2 separate regions of the Cricetulus griseus genome follow, and region 2 is linked to region 1. Evidence: chromatin contacts called from public Hi-C data. All regions are on one chromosome and are shown on one strand. The core of a region is the stretch at or near the end of the contact, and the rest is flanking DNA. Distances in the headings are between cores, read along the strand shown.

What was found. Hi-C and Micro-C count contacts between places; a contact is called where the count stands out from the background.
Region 2: a Hi-C map of fibroblasts shows a contact between it and region 1, with 8 times the contacts expected there. The contact joins the promoter of Mertk here to the promoter of Tmem87b in region 1. A contact is called at or near these places in 7 of 8 Hi-C or Micro-C datasets (the CHK-Q cell line, the CHL-YN cell line, the CHO-K1 cell line and 3 more).

Annotation. Positions count from the first base shown.
Region 1 is chr6:49,730,852-49,736,956 of CriGri-PICRH-1.0, forward strand. It overlaps Tmem87b (transmembrane protein 87B), which reads right to left and starts at 1,897. Exons shown (of 19, transcript XM_027421844.2): 1 at 1,702-1,897. The coding sequence starts at 1,866.
Region 2 is chr6:49,857,894-49,864,659 of CriGri-PICRH-1.0, forward strand. Mertk (tyrosine-protein kinase Mer) reads right to left here and starts at 3,059. Exons shown (of 19, transcript XM_035446328.1): 1 at 2,801-3,059. The coding sequence starts at 2,948.

The DNA of each region.
Region 1 (6,105 bases), core at 647-3,146:
CAAGAGTAATAACCAATCTAGTACATGGTATAAGGTGGTGCTTGTTATGCAATGATTTTTTTTTTTTTTTTTTGGTTTTTCCAGACAGGGTTTCTCTGTGTAGCTTTGGAGCCCATCCTGGCACTTGATCTGTAAACCAGGCTGGCCTTGAACTCAAAGAGATCAGCCTGCCTCTGCCTCTGCCTCATGAGTGCTGGTATTAAAAGCATGCCACCAATGCCCGGCTATTTAATGATTTTTATATCTAAAAGAACTTATTTTTTCTTTTGAGGAATTCACAAAACAAATGAAAGCCTCATTCTCTCTGTTCTAAAAGACAAATTCTGACAATTTAAGAAGAAAGCAATCAACCTGCTTTTTGCAAAGAAAAGCTTGCTGATGCTCCTGAGCTACATAGGAAATAAACTCAGCCTGACCACCACACATGACAGTCAAGAAAGAAACTCTGCTTGTCAAAAGATCCTGTCATTCTTCCCTGTGGGACTCTCACTATAAAGTATGCTCAGCAAAGATCTTTGCAGACATGCTCAAGTAGAGTAACAGTTTTCACGTAGTTAATTCACTTGCATTGTTTTTACTTGGAGTTTACAAACACTGCCTTAATCACATTCACTACAGAGGCAGTGGGAAACTGTGAAGTGTGCTTCCACAAAAGTTGCTTTCTATTGATGAGAAGTTCAGCAATTGAGATGGGCAGCCCCTGTCATTGGTATGTCTGCAACACAGGGCACCGACTCAGAACAATCTTCAAAGAAATGCTACTGAGCCAGGATACAGAAACAAGCCTATCTTTGATCCTCTGTAGCTTTGTGTTTGGAAGCGTGTGCAGCTTCTGATATTACTTTAGGTTGCAGAAATAGAAATTTCATCTTTAAAAGCTGGACGTCGTCTCAATGCACCCCAAGCAAATCTGGGTGAGTCATCTGACTCCAGAGAAATTCTAGAGACAATGCCACTTCCTGAGATCCCTATCTCTTTTGCAAGACTTTCCATAATTCGGCCCCTGCATTTCCCCACATCTTTTAGCCACACAGAACGTCAAGCTCTCTAACGGCCTGCCCAGTTAAGGAAATTTTCATCCACTCAAGCCTCCAGACTTGCCTTTTAAATACTCCTAAGCACACACCTTGCCCCGCCTACACACGTAGAAGTCCCTGAACTGTGATAGGAGCGCTAAAGAACACATACAAGCCCAAGTAAATAAAATAGAGGCGAGGTGGTGACTGTGTGCATGACTATAGAGCACATTAAATGTGCACTCTAACAGAAGGGGTAGACAAACCTCTCTGGGGTCTTAAGCAGTAATCTAGCCGAAGGATCAGTCTCAACGATGCCGCTGGGAATGCAGAGACTGGGGGCTCTGATCAGAACAAATAAAGGCATGATCTAGACACACCGTGTCAGGGCACAGTGAGAGTTCAGGACAAGCGGGTGGAGAGTCTCGCGAACAGCAAGAGCATTTGGAAGGGGAAGCCGGCCTAAGGACAACTGGGATCGCTCTTCCCTGAAGCCCACGTCCGGCAGAGGGGTGGGGACGCTCCTTTCCTAGAGCTCAGTCAGACAATGGGTTCAGGAAGCCTGTCACTGGACCCACCACTGTGGGTGAACAAGCCCAAGGCCAGACCGGTGCGCGGGCGGAGCTACCCTGCCAGGGCCCTGGGAGCCTGAGAAGCGCCACGCCTCAGTCCCCAGAGTACTCACGTCATTGACGGTCCTCGTCCAAAGCCCGAGCTCAGGGACGGCGTCGACAGCCGCCGGGGCCCAGCACAGGAGGCACAGGGCAACGCGCAGCAGCTGGGCCGGGGCAGGCAGGCGGCCCAGGAGGCCGGGAGGGAGCCAAGCTGAAGAGCGACAGGCGGCAGCCATCTTGACGCGGAAGCCGCACCTGCGCTCCCGGAACCGGCCACGCCCCGGGGCCGCACCTGGCGCAGTTCCGCCCCTAAAGGGCGGGCCCGCTGCGGGCGGGCGGGGAAAGGAAGCTTGAGCGGGAGTGCAGAGGGCGCCTTGGGCTGAGGCAAGGCGGCGCCGTTAGTCTGGGAAGCAGGGCGGGACCTGGAGGTGGCTTCAGGCCTGGGAGAAACAGAGGAAGCGTGGAGGGGAGGGACCAGAGTGGGAAGAAGGACCGGCTGGCCCGGGAAGGGGGCGGGGCCGAGGAGGAGGCGGGGCTCAGGCGGTGAGGCCAGGAATGAGGCGGGGCCAAGAGTTTAATTAGGGAGGGTTTATGGACGCGGGGCGTGGTAAGGAGGCGGGGCCTTCCGGGGGAGTTGGGGAAAGGCAGGACTGCAACCAGATTAAAGAGCCGGGTGGGCGGAACCATAAACTGTTTGGAAGGGAAGCTTGAGTGTGGGAAGGGGGAGGCGGGGCAAGGGGCGAGGAGAGGAAAAGGAGGAAAAAGAGGCAGGGCCTGCAAGGAGGTTAGAAAGGAAAGACCTGGTCTGGACGATAATGGGGCTCTCTAATGAGGAGTTGGCACAAATGAAGGTCCCATTGGAGCATCTTGGGAGTTCAAAGACTGCCTAAGCTATATAGCAGGCTTGAGGCCAGCGTGAGCTACATGAGACCTTGTCTAAGAGCAAAACAAAACAACAGATCGTTTGTTAAATAACCATCCAGATGAGCTCTAAAGGAAAAAAAAAATCGTTTCTGGAGCAATAGTCAGATCTCACCAGTAGGTGGCACTGGTAAACTAATAATGTTTTATATAAACTTACTCTTCCCTGGTGGTCTTTCTAGTCCCCATTAGATAACAGTTGTTATCTTCAGTAGGACTTGTTGTCCATATTTCTAATTTACTTACTTTTAGTTAAGTAATTATTTTTCAAGCACATTTGAGTTTACAGTGAAGTAAAGAGAAATGTCTCTCTAGAGAGTTCTAAGATCACCCTGGTCCCCCCAGCAATCTCCCCTCCCACCTAAGCAACATCCCACACTACAAGAAGTGCCTTTAATAGAGATCATTGAACTAGTGATCAATTCAGAACACCTTTGTTTTTACTGCTTATTAAGTATCACATAATGGTAGTGATTTCGAGTAATACACTCAACAGGGGTTATTTTACATTATTAATGAGCAGATGGACTAGTGAGAGGATCCAGAGGATAAAGGCACTTGCTGCCAAGCTGGACCACCTGAGATCTATCCCTGGAACCCACGTGGTGTAAGGAGAGAACAGACTCTGGCATGTTCTTTAACCTGCACATGATCCTTACTGGACACACAAATAAAATATAATTAAATGTTTAATGGAGTAATTACTTTTGTCAATTAGATGTTTCTTTTCTAGGGTAATTTCACTTCCAAGGAAGAGTAGTGCTAATGTTGATTCTTTAAGTAAGTCAGGCTGCATTTGTTACCTCCTATATCCAAAGCATTCTATCTGGATAAGATCAATAAAGTCTATCAACAGGCAGTGGATATAACTTTTGCTCAGTGTACCCTGCCCTGGTCTGATCCCAATCATTGCAAACAGAGCTGATAGGATCGGAGAAACTGGTCATATCCTGAAGTGTCTGGAGACATGGCTCAGAGGTAAGAGCTCTGGCTGCTCTTGCAGAGGACCAGGGTTCTATTCCCAGCACTCCCATGGCAACTCACAGCCTTCTTCAACTCCACCTCCATGGGGATCTGCTGCCCTCTTCTGACCTTCCTGGGCATCAGGCACCCATGAGGTCCACATTCATACATACAGGCAAAACACATAAATAAATAGGTCGAAAATATTTTGAATTTTAAAAGTCTGTAAGTAACTTTTTAAAAAATCTTTATATTTTAGAGATTTCTTTGATTTAGATGATTCTAGAAGTAATTTCCGGGACAAAAACTCCATGTTCTTTAGGAAAGGAATGTATATGCCAATAGGTTAGCCTTATGGGGCATTTGCTATGCCCTGAAATTCACTTATGTGTTACACTTCTAATCTCCAGTTCGTCAAATGTGAATATTTAGAGAAAGAGATAATTAAAGTAAAATGAGGTCTTCAGGGTGGGCCCTTATCCAGCCTAACCAGCATCCTGATCACAGAAGAAACTCAGGACACATCCATAGCCTGGGGAGGACACTGTAGACCTAAGGAACAGTGACAAGCCCAAGACAGGGTCAGCCCCAGACAGAGGCAGTCAGAAGAATCTGACTGTGTCAGCAACTTTATCTTGGACTTTCAGCCTCCACAACCACAGAGAGCTCATTGCTGTTGTCTGAGCCGATTGTTTTGTCAATCTTAACAAGTCAATGCAGACAGCAAATGTGACAGGGAATGGAATGTGAACAATAAAAACAAGATAATTATCCAGTCAGCTACCATGGTGGCAAATGGTATGTAATCTCAGAGACTTTGGAAACGTGTGTGTGTGAGCTGTGTCCCCAAGTCATCTCAGCAGGAAGCTGGATTGTGTGTCTAGATGGTTCCTGGTTTAGGATAGACTCAGAGTTTTTCAACTTTAGGATATTACAGAAGCCACACACACCGGGTTTTCAATGTTGATCTGTCCATGGCTGGAGATGTGTGGCGTGGTGCTCTTTGGTGGTCCTGGCAGTTAACAAAATGGAAGAAAGCCCTGTAGTGTGCTGAGCTGTTGAGCTTGGCTGCTTGTAGGCCAGATACATTAAATGCCTCTTTCTTCTTGATTGAGACAAGGTCTCACTGTATACCCCAGTGTATACTTACCATCCCAGGCTTCCACCTCCTAAGTGCTAGACCTAAGGAGTATACCATCATACCCAGCTGCTTCCCACCCCTTTCTCTTTCTCTGCTTTATAGTGGAAACAATTTTATTTATTTATTGGCATAGAATAAAATGTAAAAATTGACATTGAATACATATATACAATATATTGTGAGTATAATTGCCCCTACCACGCTCTGTTGGCTCCCTTCCTTTCCCTTTAAACCTCTTATTTTTCCCCCAATTAATCTTCTCAGATTGGACCCTTCAGTGGATAGAGGAGTTACCCATGATTGTCTAACCCTTCCTGAGAAGTTGTGGACCGCTAATGCTGGCCTCCCTCCCCCTACCCACTCCCCTTCCTTCCTTCATTTCTCTCTTCTTTACTTTTTGTAACTTTAACTGTCCTGGAACTCGCTCTGGAGACCAGGTTGGCCTCGAACTCACAGAGGTCCACCTTCCTCTGCCTCCCGAGTGCTGGGATTAAAGGTGTGTGCCACCACATTTTACTCTTTGTTTCTTCTAACTGGTAAATATTGGACCATAGGTTTTATACTCTTGTGAGATGACAGACATGTGCCACAGTGCCCAACTACTGGTTACAGATGTGCATGTTTAACTTGAGATGCTTTCTACTTATGATGGCTGTATTAAAATATAACCCTATGAAGGGTCAGGGAGCAGAGGAATTTGCCTCTATTCATCCTTGGAGTATGGCCATCCCTTCGAGGGAAGTTTAAGTCCTATGAGCAAGGCAGAATAGCTTTTCCAAACATTGAAGAAAGCAAAGAAAGACGGGGGAAGTCAGCTCAGACATATGGATAGAAAGACAAGGAAGACAGCCACAAGGACCCCTGAAGAAACTCACCCTGAAACTCTCAAAGATGAATGCATGTGGTGTTAGGGATTTGATTCAAAACAATACAAGGATAGGCAGAAATGGGACATGTATCCAATAAGATGAGCTGTGAATTAATTTTTAAATGTATTATTATTATTATTTTATTTTTATGGGTATAGGTATTTTCCTTGCAAATATGTCTAAGCACAGAGGCCAGAAGAGGACATCAGATTCTCTGGAACTGGAGTTACAACTAGTTGTGAGCCTCCATGTGGGTACTGGGATCTGAACCTGGGTCCTCTTACAGAGAGACCACTGATGTGTCTCTCCAAGTCAGAACTAACCTTTTTCTTTAAGTCTGAAGAGAAAAATGGGCAGTCACATAACTCTTCTTATTTATAAATTTAGCTGTGCAATAGTAAGGAGGTTGTATCGTGTGTGAGAGATTTTTGCTGGATTTAATAATAGGATCTAAGTTTACACTCCTACATAAAACAACAATAAACCAGACCAAATGTATGAATAGTTTTTAGGGTACTGAACTTCAAGTGATGAAAGATAGTTATTTACAAGGAATGGGAAAAAGTGGATGAACACATACA
Region 2 (6,766 bases), core at 1,809-4,308, 130 kb after region 1:
CCTAGCCAGGGATGGTTTCACCCCCAACAGGCTGAGCCCTTCTTCTTCGATTAGCAATTAAGAAAATAATCCAATAGAGATACCCACAGGTCAATCTTCTGGAGACAATTCCTCAGCTGAGCTTCCTTTATCCCAGGTATGTTTAAGTTTGTGTCAAGTTGACAAAAACTAACTAAACACAACAGTTCTATGAAATAGTGTCCCACTGTACCAAAAATAGTCTGGGGGTTCTGAGACTTTAACTCCCCCGCCACCCCCCACCAAGGTCCATAGTGTTCAGCCCTGTATTTCCTCCATCCAGATGCAGTCCAACCCAGAGCCATGTGTTTTGAGTTATGATGATGAAACTATGGATCTTCATTCAAAGTCAAGGTACACAGAGCAATGCACTCCTGGACAAGGAGCTAAATATGGGACTGGAGAGATGGCTCGGTGGTCAGGGTATGTGCTGCTCTTGCAGAGGACCACAGCTTCAGTGCCAGCACTCACTTTGGTGCCTTCCAACTTCCTGAAACTCCAATTACAGGGGATCAGACAACTCTCTTCTGTCCTCCTTGGGCACTAGACATGTGCAGGTGCATATACACACATGTAGGCAAAACACTCATAGACATGAAATAAAAATAAATCTTTTTCATCTGGGGACCGCACAATTGTATGCTATGAAACATCTAATTCTGGCTGCTGTGTGGGAAGTGGCTGGGGTACGTGAGTGTTCAATGTCCCAGCTCATCTTTCCTACCTGGCAATCTATTGTGACTCACAGATTCCTTCAGAAAGTGAGACTTAAATAATAGTGAGCTGGAGAGACAGCTCAGTTGTTAAGAGAACTGGATGTTCTTCCAGGGTCCCATGTTCAATTCCTAGCACCCACATAGTAGCTCACAACCGCCTGTAATCTCTATTCTAGGGGATCCAATGCCCTCTTCTGGTCTCCTGAGGAGCGAGGCATGCACACCATGCACAGACAGACATACATGCAAGCAAAACAGCTATACAGTTAAAATATTTTTTTAAATACAAAGCATAATTTGGTTAATTTGTGTCTTACTCACCACCTTAAAGAGCTTTACAAAATTCATTCATTCATTAAAATAAACACTGCTTATTCCCAAAAAGCAATGGAAGTTGTTTTAAAAATGGCTAAAAAACAACAGAACCACTTAAGATTTCAAGCATTTTAAAAGCCCAGTTTGCTCTCAGGGTTCACACTTCTCAGTCACAGACTGAGGCATCAGACTGGCTTCACTTCCAAACTTTCCCTCCTCAGTCCTCTTCCCTCCCGGTTCTCCCTAGAGACACTGGAGCCCCTTATGCTGCTATATCCCATCCCCCATCTCAGACTGAGCAGAGAGTTAAGAGCAGAGCACCTGAAACAATGCTTTCCCCGCAGCTCCAATTCTGTTAGAAGAAAAATTAAGAAATTTGCATTCTTCTTTAGAGTACACGTTAGGACTTTCTGTGGCTATCTAACTAAACCCATCAGTTACAAGACTTCACACTTTCAAAATTTAGAAAATAAAGCATAGATTTTAAAATATTATGTTCCTATTACTCTTCGGGTGCATACCACATTCATAGCCTCCAAAACTATGTCTGGCTGGCCAGCACTGGTAGCAAAATACACCCGATTTGCAGCAGATTATGAAGAACAGACCTGGCAGAAAGGCTGAGGAATTTTTGAGGATTTGGTGATGGAGAACAGAGACGGCTCAGTTCTTTGCCTGTTTTTGGCTCTTGATGTATGTTTCAAATTGTCATGTTGCCTCAAACTACAAATTGCTTACGTAATTTAGTATGCCAGAATAGAGTTGTTCAAGAAATATTCTTTTGAGCAAATGAACTTTGAAAGGAAAGACAAGGTTTGTAGCTAGACTGTAAATCGGACTTTGTGGGTATTCTTAAAAGACAAACTTTAGTCAACCAGCCTGAAGATCAGCAGAGACAACAACAACAAAAAACAAACAAACAAACAAAAACTACCACACATTCTGAATGCAAACAAACCCTTCTTGGGCAGGGGCAATACCTGAAACGTATTGGTTTGGTAGTCATCCAACCCTCCCACTCCTGTTTCTTTTGGTAAAGCCTAGCTCATTTTTTTTTTCCAGTCTCTTCACAAAGTGCCTCAGTATCATCTGTTGGAGAAACCTGCCGTACTTGTTTGCGCTTATCAATCCATTGAGTCACTGAAACGCGTGTGAGAACACTTAAGCAGGTCGAGATAAATGTAGAAGCTACCCAAACACAACAGATTCTGCTCCACAGTAATAGCAAGGAAAGGATTGTGTCGTCCCCCTCGGCTTTATCCAGGCCTCCACAGTCACAGGGTGTCCCTGCAAAGGAGCGCCAGCGCAACACAATGCACACCAGAGCTCAGGGGAGAAGCCAAAACCAGTCTTTCCCTGGCGGGACACCCAGCCTCGGTCCAACACCACACGAGAACTGCGACACTCAACTCCGCAGTCGCTCACTGGTTCACCGCGTGGGATTGCCTTCGGATCCCCGGTCTGGCTCGCAGAAATCCCGCCAAAGCGGCCAGGCCACTAGACGGTGTTGAGGGAAAGTTGTTGGTGTTTGCCATACCAGACCTGAGTGCTGCGTTCCACACAGGCTCTAACTTAGATGCTCCCAAAGTGCCCCACTGGGCTCTATGTCCTCCTCTGTGGTGATGGGGAGTCCTCGGTGCCCACTGGTGCCTGTTCCACTAGGACGTGCGCCCCGTGATTCGGCTGGGGATCCCCAGAACCCCCGACGGCTAGCTGGAGTTAGCAGCAAACCTTTGGGACCTCGCACTCACCTCTCCAGGGCGCGGGTAGCAGCAGCAGACCCAGCAGCAGTGAGGCCAGAACCATCGCGGAGCCGCGGATCTGGAAGTTCTCTCCGGACAGATGCACGGACCCACTGACGTCCTGAACTCGCCGGTGGCCGCCGGAGCGCGCTTGCATAGCGCTGCAGTCCCGGCTGCCGGGGCAGCAGGCGCCGAAGTGGCAGCGCCAAGCCGAGGCTCGCAGGCGTCGTAGGTTAGAAGAGGGAGGCGGGTCCGGGGCTCAGGCCTGGGCGGGACCAGCAGGTCGGTGTGGGCAGGGGGCGGGAAGGAGGGAGGGCAAAGAGAGAAGAGGAGGGGCGGACCATGGAGGGGCGGGGCAGACGTGAGTGGAGCTAGGGTCAGACGCCCCAGGTTCCCCCTACCCCACCCCACCTCCTCCTGAGGGCGTGGAAAGGAGATGTTGGAGAAGAAAGAAAGCTAGCTAGTGGAGAGCAAAGGAAGGCCACTATCTTGGGCTAGAAGGACTGAGAACCGAGAGGAAGTGGAGGGTGCTAAGAAAGAGCATGATCTGGAGGAGAGAGCGTCTCTGGCCACCCGGCAACCTCGGAGTCTCACTTTGTAGGGGTAGGGAGGGAGGAGGGCTTGAAAACAGGAGAGGAAGAGTTCAGTGGAGTGCATAGGATGCAGCCCCCAGACCTTTGAGAGTTAGTGGTGGGTCCAGCTGCCTTGGGACCGCAGCGCCCCTGCAGTCCAGGCTCTTCTGGTGTGGGAGGCCCTAGCAGCAGCGCCCCAGGCACTGTGGCCACAGTGGCAGCCGGGCCCTCCTCCAGGCTAACTGAATCCGAGGAGCAAGAGCGTACCCTGGCGTCAGGAGCTTGCAGCCTTCACCAGAGAGGCTCTCCAGGGAGAACTAAGCCTAATCCTGTAAGGAGTCTAAGAATCTAAGAGAGGTTGGGAATAGGGATGGAAAGGGACAGTGTTGCAGCGGGAAAGGGCGGAAGGTCCCAGACAGCAGCAGCGGATTGTGAATTCTGTAGTGTATCACTAGGAAACGGAAGGTGCCTTTTCTAGCAACCGCCGTGATACCTTGCATTTTGTACGCTGGTTTTCTTTTGAGATGAGGTCGCTTTAGGGCCTAGAATAAACCGCCCTAATGAATTTAGAGTATTTATTGATGAAACTAAGGATAGGGACACAAGCACTGTGATACAGTCAGCTCCTGGTGTCTCTAGCCATGCAGGAAGACACCAAACCAGAAAGACAGGATTAAACAGACCCTTGATTGGTGATTGGTGTAAGAGAGCCCAGTTTACTGGGGGTGGTGCCACCCCTGGGTAAGAAAGCAAAATAAGCAAGCCAGGAAACAGCATTCCTCCATGATCTCTGCTTCAGTTCTTGCAACGAGGGTCCTACCTTTAATCCTTTCCCTGGCTTCCCTTCATGATGGACTACAACTGTACGCTGAAATAAATTCTTTTCTTCCCTTGTTGCTTTTGGTTACAATGTTTATCACAGCAATAGAAACCTCCCTAGGACAGACAGGGCCTTGCTATGTTCCCCAGGCTGGATTTGAATTCCTGATTCAAGCGAACACTCTAACCTTCTGAGTAGCAAGAACTACATGTTGGTGCCACTACTACTTGCTTAAATCTCACTATATTTTCTTTTAAAGACAAAGTCTCATTTTTATCCCTAGCTGGCATGGAACTCACTGTGTAAACCAGACTGGCCTCAACTTCACAGAGATCCATCTGCTCTGTCTTCTATGTGCTAGAATTAAAGGTGTGTGCTACCCTGTTCAGCACAAATCTGACTTTCTTTTTTCTTCTTTTGGTTTATTTATTTTGTTTTATGTGTTTGGGTGTTTTGACTGCATATTGCATATGCCTGGTACCTGTGGAGGTTAGAAGAGGGTACTGGATCTCCTGGACTGTAGTAACAGGTAATTGTGAGCCACCAGTTGGTCCTCTGTAAAAGCAACAAATGCTTTTAACCACTGAGCCAGCTTTCCAGCTCCAAATCTGACTTTGTTAATGAGACCTGCCTTGTACAGTACTGTTTTACAGTTTACCATAAATGCAGTGGAAATGGAGCATTGGCCAGTTCATTAAGTTCATGGATTTGGACTGCAGAAGTGGATTATCTTTTCTCTGTGATTTCTGTCTTCAACCTTCCAGTGGCTAGCACTTAGAGTGACCTCAACGAGACAGGACCTTGGAGTCTGCAGCCTGGCTTTGCACATCAGCATTACTGGAAGATAGTCGTCCAAGAATATATCACCTGCATGATTTTGTGCTGAAGCAGCAGAGTTGAGTAGTTGTAACAGAGATTATATTCGTCACAAAGCCATACAATCCAGCCCTTTACAGTGTCTGCCAATTCCTGGTCTTAATGTTAGTTCATTTACATAGCTGATGCCTGCACTGGCATGCTTTAGAGACAAGGGCTTTGGACCAAAGGATCTAGACAAGCTTAGAGAAAGTCTGGCTTGGGATCGCAGAGCTCCAAGAGTGAGTAATCCAGTGAGCAAGGTAGATGCTGCATGGCCCTGAGTGACCCAGCCTCAGAGGTTAATTGGCTCTCAAGGTGGAAATACCATCAAACCTACTCTCATCGGGAGAAGCCACAGAGCAGAAACTTTACATGATAGAGGAGTCAAAGAGCTTGCAGCTGTATTTAAAAACCTCCACAAACATACAAAAGAAGCTAAAATGCAAGATGTACTAATAGTATAGTATTAATTCCATACTTACCATACTTTCAACTTGTTACCAAAACATGTGAAGAGAAATGTGAGACAAAATAGAATCAGATTCCATGTTCTTATATCTAGTTCTGTTTTGTAGAATGCCCAGGGGGCAACATCTATGCAATTCCAGCAGGGCAACAATAACCTGGAACCCAGGTTTCAATGAAGCTATGTAGCCTAGAGCCTTAGATCTACTGTTTATTAACTAACCAAAGGAGATAATATTCAGGGCCTGTAGCATTGTTTATCCAGGACCAGAGAAGATCATTTCTACTGATTCAAGTGTAGAAGGCTATAACCAACAAAAAGTGTGATCATGATCTATGTATTAAGTATACTTAACATGGCCAGGCGTTGGTGGCGCTTGCCTTTAATCCCAGCACTCGGGAGGCAGAAGCAGGTGGATCTCTGTGAGTTCGAGACAAGCCTGGTCTACAAGAGCTAGTTCCAGGACGGCCTCCAAAGCCATAGAGAAACCCTGTCTCGGAAAAAAAAGTATGTTTAACACATTAGTGACATGGCTAAAGACTTTCTTAAAAAAAAAAAAAAGATTTATGCATTTATGATGTTTACAGTGTTCTGCCTCCAGGCCAGAAGAGGGCACCAGGTCTCATTATAGATGGTTGTGAGCCACCATGTAGTTGCTGGGGATTGAACTCAGGACCTCTGGAAGAGCAGCCAGTGCTCCTAACCTCTGAGTTATCTCTCCAGCCCAGATGAAGACTTCCAGTCAAAGGCCCCAGTGGGATTATGCCAGACCATTTGTAAAAGGTTAAGACATTCTTCAATGAATGACAGCCCTCCCCCTTTTAAGACCAGGTCTCCTGCATCAAATTTGCTATGTAGCTCAGGATGATCTTGAACTTTAGATCCTTCTGCCTCACTTCTATAGTGCTATACTGTCACTATACCTGGCTTTGTGTGGTGCTGAGGACCAAACCCAGAGCTTTTTGTACTTATTGGGCAAGCACTCCGGTCTTCACCATTGGCCCATGACCAATGACCGAATGCTGTTCTTTATCCTCCTAACCACTGCCTTCTGATCTTTTCAGCATTGTTCTTAGCTGTGACCTGTAATCTACTCCTGCTTCTGTCCCACTATGCACTCCCTCCCCAAATACTGCACCCGCCTCAGCTAGTCTCCTCATCCACTGTGACACAGCTCAGGCTATCTGCACTGACAGAGATCTAGACATCAGATTGGCCCTAGGACACTCTGCACATCACCGTGTGGCATGAAATGACCT